2 separate regions of the Mus musculus genome follow, and region 2 is linked to region 1. Evidence: chromatin contacts called from public Micro-C data. All regions are on one chromosome and are shown on one strand. The core of a region is the stretch at or near the end of the contact, and the rest is flanking DNA. Distances in the headings are between cores, read along the strand shown. Region 1 has its middle 27 kb from the start of Mex3b. Region 2 has its middle 8.5 kb from the start of Gm10610.

What was found. Hi-C and Micro-C count contacts between places; a contact is called where the count stands out from the background.
Region 2: a contact with region 1 is called in a Micro-C map of muscle stem cells, with 5 times the contacts expected there. The contact joins two enhancer-like sites. A contact is called at or near these places in 12 of 39 promoter capture datasets (the C10 cell line, the HPC-7 cell line, cranial neural crest and 8 more), 5 of 484 Hi-C or Micro-C datasets (embryonic fibroblasts, embryonic stem cells, hematopoietic stem and progenitor cells and 1 more) and 3 of 115 datasets of contacts at active chromatin or transcription factors (embryonic basal ganglia, embryonic forebrain and forebrain).

The regions. Positions count from the first base shown.
Region 1 is chr7:82,893,153-82,896,221 of GRCm38.p6, reverse strand. No RefSeq gene overlaps it. Among named protein-coding and RNA genes, the nearest start is that of Mex3b, 27 kb to the right of the region's middle. Within about 2 kb of position 1,316, at least 29 of the 459 cell types and tissues checked have an H3K27ac peak or open chromatin away from gene starts, as enhancers often do. A contact at or near this core is called in muscle stem cells, where this site is marked.
Region 2 is chr7:83,557,438-83,560,688 of GRCm38.p6, reverse strand. No RefSeq gene overlaps it. Among named protein-coding and RNA genes, the nearest start is that of Gm10610, 8.5 kb to the right of the region's middle. Within about 2 kb of position 1,713, at least 9 of the 459 cell types and tissues checked have an H3K27ac peak or open chromatin away from gene starts, as enhancers often do. A contact at or near this core is called in muscle stem cells, where this site is marked.

The sequences.
Region 1 (3,069 bases), core at 67-2,566:
CTCTTGCTCCAGACCTAATGGCTTTGCTTTCCAGGCAGGGCCTTGGTTCCACTGGCTCCTTTCCTGGACATAAGTGGTCCCTCAAAGGTCCCCTTCTGAGGCCAATTGTTCTGACCCTCCTCCCAGAACACCAGCTCCTAAGACCTATCTTGCTGGTCAATCAGGAGGGAGGGTGTGTAACAGATTCGATTGCTTCTAATAAGAATACTTGAAAAAGAAGATTAATGTCCACTAAGTGACTTTCCTTTCACACTTGAAGAGCCTCTGCCTTGGCTGGAAGGCATATTTCCTCTCATCTTTAGAGTCCAGGGTTCCTTAGCCTTTCTCCCTTCAAGCCTGGATGCTGGCAGTCAGTCCAGCTGTTGCCAGCCTCTGCAGCTGCTGCCTCTGCTCGCTCAACTGTTCTTGCAAGACTCAACATGTTTTTTTTTTTTCTTTGCCTGCTTGTCTCTCTTGGCAGAAGGCCCAGCCAAGGAAGTCACCAACAGAAATCTGCCCCTCCAGCCAGGGTCACTGCCAGGGCCTGGCCTTTCCATCACTTGAAAATTTGGTTCTCTAACATTCTGTCTCATCTTCAAACTCTCATTGCCACTGGCCAGGGCCTTTCGTGAGTTTTGCTGGTAAACAGATGTCACTGTCCTCTGCAAGGATGATGATTTATAGTGGGCAAAGGTTTCTTCAGTGGGCGAACATGGCTCTACTTCCATTTCAGTTGTTTCTCCCCGTAGGGTTCTCCATCTGCCTCTGGGGAGGTCCCTCCTCAGCTGTTCACTGGGCTTTCTGGGGTCTGAAGAGTTTAAAGGAACCAAACAAGAATAGCCGTCCTCTTCTACTAACAGAAATCCAGAGAGCTCTCTGCATCTCTTTTCCAGTCTACAACCAAAAGCAGGTTCCAAGAGTCATTTGCCACCCAGAGAACATCTGGCAGTATTCAGGGAAGATGCACTTATTTGTCATTCAGGACTGGCACAATGATGCTGCCATCTACTAGGTCTCTACACATGTTTCAAAACATCCCATAATATACAGAATAGCCCCTAAGCCAAGAGTTACCCCAAGAGGAGAGGCCGGGAAACCTGTCTGTAAAGGTTTTATTTTCTCCCTTCCCTTTGGCCATCCTGGATCTCACTGTGTAGACTAAGCTGGCCCTGAACTCACAGAGATTCCCCCTGCTTCCATTCCCAAGTGCTGGGGTTAAAGGTGTGTTCCACTACCCCCAGCTCATTAAAGGTTTTGGTCTCAAGGATCTATGAAGTCATATTCATCTTGGAAGTCCCCGAAATCCTATCAAGTTCTGTCCACCCTCTCCCACTTCCCCTTCTCTGATTTCAAGTTCTAGATGCCAAAGTAATTGAAAGGAATGTTCATTCTGGTACGCAGTTTCACACAGACCAATGCAATAACAGCCAATGATTTTGACTTTGTCCACCTTAAGAAGCACACATTTTCTCCTTTTGTTTCTGCAGCATGTCTGTACATGGTGTGTGTGTGTAGAGTGGTTGTCAGCTTAAAATTTCATTTCAGTGTTTGATGGATGTGGATGAAACTCCACCAGCACTTAAAGCAGTGCTATCTGACTAATGCTTCATCATGCAGCCTTATCTCAATGGAGGATTATGCAGTTATATTAGTAATATTGTGGTTTAGGCAGAGGAAATGGTGACCTGTTCATAGTGGCATCTTACATCAGCAAATTTTCTTAAAAAAACAAGAGTGACTCGTATCTTCCTGTTGAAGCTTTTCCCAGATGTCCTGGTGTAAAGGCAGTCCCCTGGCTGTGATTAGAGCAGGCTTATCTGTAGACTTGAAAATGCTGAAATTGCCTTTTCTCCAAACATTTTCCTCTCAAGTCAAAGTTCTGGGGTTCTGATTAACTTCTAGAGTGAAGTCAAATCGTTGACATCTATTTCATCTGAAGACTTTGAAGTTACCAGACAATTTGTCAGAGCTACACAGGGTTCAGGAAACTCAAAAGGAACACTGTATTGGGAGGAATGTGTCCAGGTCTGTGGTCTTGCAGCACGGGCTGAGGTGTAGGGGGAGGGGGAGCAGCAGGGTGCAATAAGTGTCCAACAATAGGAAAATAGGAAAAAAAAAAGACATTTGGAAGAGCAAAGGGTGAGAGAAAGCCTGGCTCAGAAGCAGAGCTCTCAATGAGCTGTGGAACAGAGGATGGGAACATGGAGGGTCAGATACAGAAGGCAAGGACAGGAGAGTAGGCTGATGGCTGATTTTAACTTTCTACTTGAGTAGATCAGGATCAACTAGGAGACAGGCCTTCGGACATTAAGGGGTTTCCTTAATTGGGTTATTAGAAATAGGAAGACACACCCTAAATATGGTGGCTTCCTTTAGTTGCAGCCAGACAAATCAGTGAGGGGGGGGGGGGACCTGACTTTTTGCCTCATTGTCTTCCAAGTCTTGCTGGTGATTTCATCTATTCTGTTGCTGCCACTGCTGCTGCTATTTCTCTGATATCAGAACCCAGCTTTGGATTTCCAACATGGAAGACTGGTGGCCCTCCAGGAAGTCTCCATGCTTTCAGCACTAGTTTGGAACTGCTGAGGTATCAGTTGTGTGGAATTCTCTTTCCATACAGCAGAAGAGGAAAGATGGAGAGGCGAAGGACCATGGTGGTAGGCTTCCCAAACACATTACTTGACCTGAGTCCATCAGTGATGAATACAGCCCCTGGGATTCTCCTGTGTGTCTCTATGCTGGAATTACAGGTGACACTGCTATGCTCAACTTGTTACATGTGATGTGTGCTAGGGATGCAAACTCTGGTCCCTATGCTTGCACAGTGAGTAAACACTTTATCCACTGGGCCATCTGTAGATGTAGATTTCTTTGAGATGCTGTGCACTTTTGCCCCGCCCCCTTTTTCTTTTTTTTTCTTTTTTTTATAATATTTTTATTACATATTTTCCTCAATTACATTTCCAATGCTATCCCAAAAGTCCCCCATACCCTCCCCCCCACTTCCCTACCCACCCATTCCCATTTTTTTGGCCCTGGCGTTCCCCTGTACTGGGGCATATACAGTTTGTGTGTCCAATGGGCCTCTCT
Region 2 (3,251 bases), core at 464-2,963, 660 kb before region 1:
CAATTTATCTGATAGGGGTTAATATCCAAAATATATGGAGAACTCAACAGATTAAGCACCCCCAAATCATCCAATCAAAAAGTGAACAAGTGCATTGAACAGGGTGTTCTCAAAAATGAAAAGCACAAGTAGCCAGCAAATCCTTTTAAAAAAGATGTCCAACTTCTTTTGCCATCTGGAAAATGCAAACTAAAATCACACTGAAATTCTATCTCACCCAGTCAGAATGGCTCTCATCAAGAAACCAAATGACAGCAAACGCTAGTGAGGATGAGGGGGGAAGAGCCTACTGAGTGCTGATGGGTGTGTAAGCTGAGACAGTCACTATGGAGATCAATATAAAGGTTCTTAAAACAAAGCAAGCAAACAAACAACCCCTAACAACAGAACTACCATGTGACACATGGTACAACTGTACAACTCCTAGACATAAACCCACGTGACTCTAAGTCAGCATCCCCGACTTATTCATCTAATTGCTGCATTATTTGTGATAGCTAAGACATAAAGCCAGCCTAGATGTCAATCAAAAGATGAACAGAGAAAGAAAGGTGGCATAGATAGAATGGAATTGTGTTTATGTGACAAAAAATGAAATTATGTCACTTTAGGACGATTGATAGAACTGGAGATCATCATATTAATCATAACGAGTCAGACTCCCACAAAATATCACATTTTCTATCATGTGCATAATTTACATGAAAATAAATGGACAGAAGGCAGAAGGATGACTATTAGGGAAGAGGAAGTGGGGTAAAGAGGAGGAAATGTAATCAAAATACAGTAGACGCATATATGAAAAAATTTCATAAAGAAATCCTCGTTTTCTATAATTAACATGCATAATAAAACTGTCTAAAAACAACATGATCCCAGAGCACCTTGTTGTACCAGAAATAAATAAGGAAGGACTGAAAAGTTCACATTGTCAGAGTATGGCAGAGGACATGGGAAGCACCAGAAAACCACAGTAGTAGCATTGAGTAACTCAAGGGTCCGTGCTACTATAAATGAATGATGATGTAAACAAAGAAGTGAAAGGGAGACCTGAAGCCCCAGCATGAGAGAGCACCATATCTCAGGTACAACTGCTCTGATACTCAGCGGTATGTTTCACTTTGGAAGGTGTTTCTGGGTAAAGTTAACATTTAAATATGTAGACTTGGAGTGAGCTAAACTGTCCTCTAAGGTGTGGATGGAATCCATTCACTTAGATGAGACCAGAATAGAAGCAAAAGCTTGGCCATCCTAAGCAAGAGAGGATTATCCAGCAGATTGCCTTTGGACTTCATCTGGGGTCTCTGGGTCCTGGATCTACCACCCCACCCAGCAAACAGAATCACAGACACTGTGTGCTGAATCCCTTTCTGTAACTGTAAGTACGTGGTCCCCTTGGTTCTGTTCTTTGGACTAATACAGACATTTTGCAGTCAGGGAAAGTGAGGAAACTTCTCCGCTTAGGTGTAGCTGGGCATAATGGCTTCATTGCCAAGTGTACAAGAGAGACAGGGGAGGGAAATGGAAACTTGCTGTGGAGAAAAGCTGGGAATCTCTATCACAGGCAGAGGAGAGTAACGTAATATCAGCAGTCATCAATCCCATTGCTATGACTTGATAAAATGCCACAAGAATGTCACCTCTCCAAACCCCACAGCCATGAGAAAAGTGTTACACAAGTTCCAGTTGATGAATATTTCACAGAGTGCTTGACTGAACCGGATTAAGTGTTGAGGTCATTAAAATTGAGGAATGTCTAAGAGTCTCACACAGCTGTTAAGATCTTAAAGAGATAGGAAAGCGAGAGTCTCACACAGGTCTCTAGGGAGACAGAACAAGTGACTGCAGAATGAGATTGTGAGTAAGAAATAGGACGCTGGATAAAAATTAAGAAAACCTCAGGAAAGGACTGGCTTTGGCTAATAATAATAGGTTACTTTGGTTCATTGATTTAACAAAAGCTGTGGCTCTATTATTATAAAGCCCTGCTAATGGTCCCTGGTGTATACAAGAACTCTTCAAACATTTTACTACCGCAACTTTCCCGAAAACCTTACAAAGAATTTCATTGGGGGAAAAAAAAGAGCTTGGTAGATGGCTCAGTCAATAAAATGCTTGTTATGCAAGCACGAGGGCCTGAGTTTGGATCCCCAACACCAACGTAAAAAGCTGGGTTTTTCTGTGATGCAAGTGTCAGGGGAGGTGGAGACAGATAGATCCTTGGAGCATGGTGGCCAGCCTAGGTGAATCAATGAGCTTCAGGTGGTGAGAGATGCTGTCTTAAAAACTAAGAGAAGAACACCTGAAGAACGGGTAAGGAAAATGTGGTATATTTATACAATCGAGTATTACTCAGCAGTTAAAAATGATATTACAAAAATTTTCAGGGACATGAATAAATCTAGGAAAAAGAAATCATCGTGAGTGAAGCCCAGAAAGACAAACATGAAACACACTTGCTTACAAGTGTATATCACCCACTAAACAAAGGTGATGCAAATGCTACAACCCACAGATCCAGAAAAGCTACATAATAAGGAGAGCTCTTGCATAGACCTTCCTGAGATGGGGAAATAGAGTAGACATTTTCTGAGTGGACTGGGGCAGGCAGGCATGGGAACAAGAGGGATCAGGTTGGGGAAGGGGGGGGGAGGAAGGAAGAAGAGAGTATGGGGAGAGAAGACTGGAACTAGGGGACATTTGGGGATAGTTGTGGAGACCTAGTGCAATGGAAATTCCCTGGAATCTCTGAGGGTGATCCTAGTGAGGCCTCCTAGTAAATGGAGAATATGGAGCCTGAACCAGCCATCTTCTGTAACCAGGCAAGGCATTCAGTGGTGAGACTGGGACACCAACCCAGCCACAAAACATTCTACCCACAACCTGACCTGCTTGCAAGGTGTGCTGGGGCAAGAGTGGCTTAGAGATTTGGGAGTGGCCAACCAGTGACTAGTCTAACTTGAGGTTCAAGCCACAAGAAGGTGCTAACCCTGGATGGCCAGGAACTGGAAGCTGGATGGCCCAGAGACTTAGGATCAGTGCCTAGCCCTATTAGCAGCAGAGAGGCTTCCACCAGCATCTGATAGGAGCAGATCCAGAGAACCATAACCAAACATTATGCAGAGCTTAGGGAGCCCTGTGGAAGAGGGGGAGGAAGAATTTTAAGAGCCAGAGGGGTCAAAGCACCAGAAGAACATGGCCCTCAGAATTAACTAAGCAGGGCTCATAGGGGCTCACAGAGACTGAAGTGG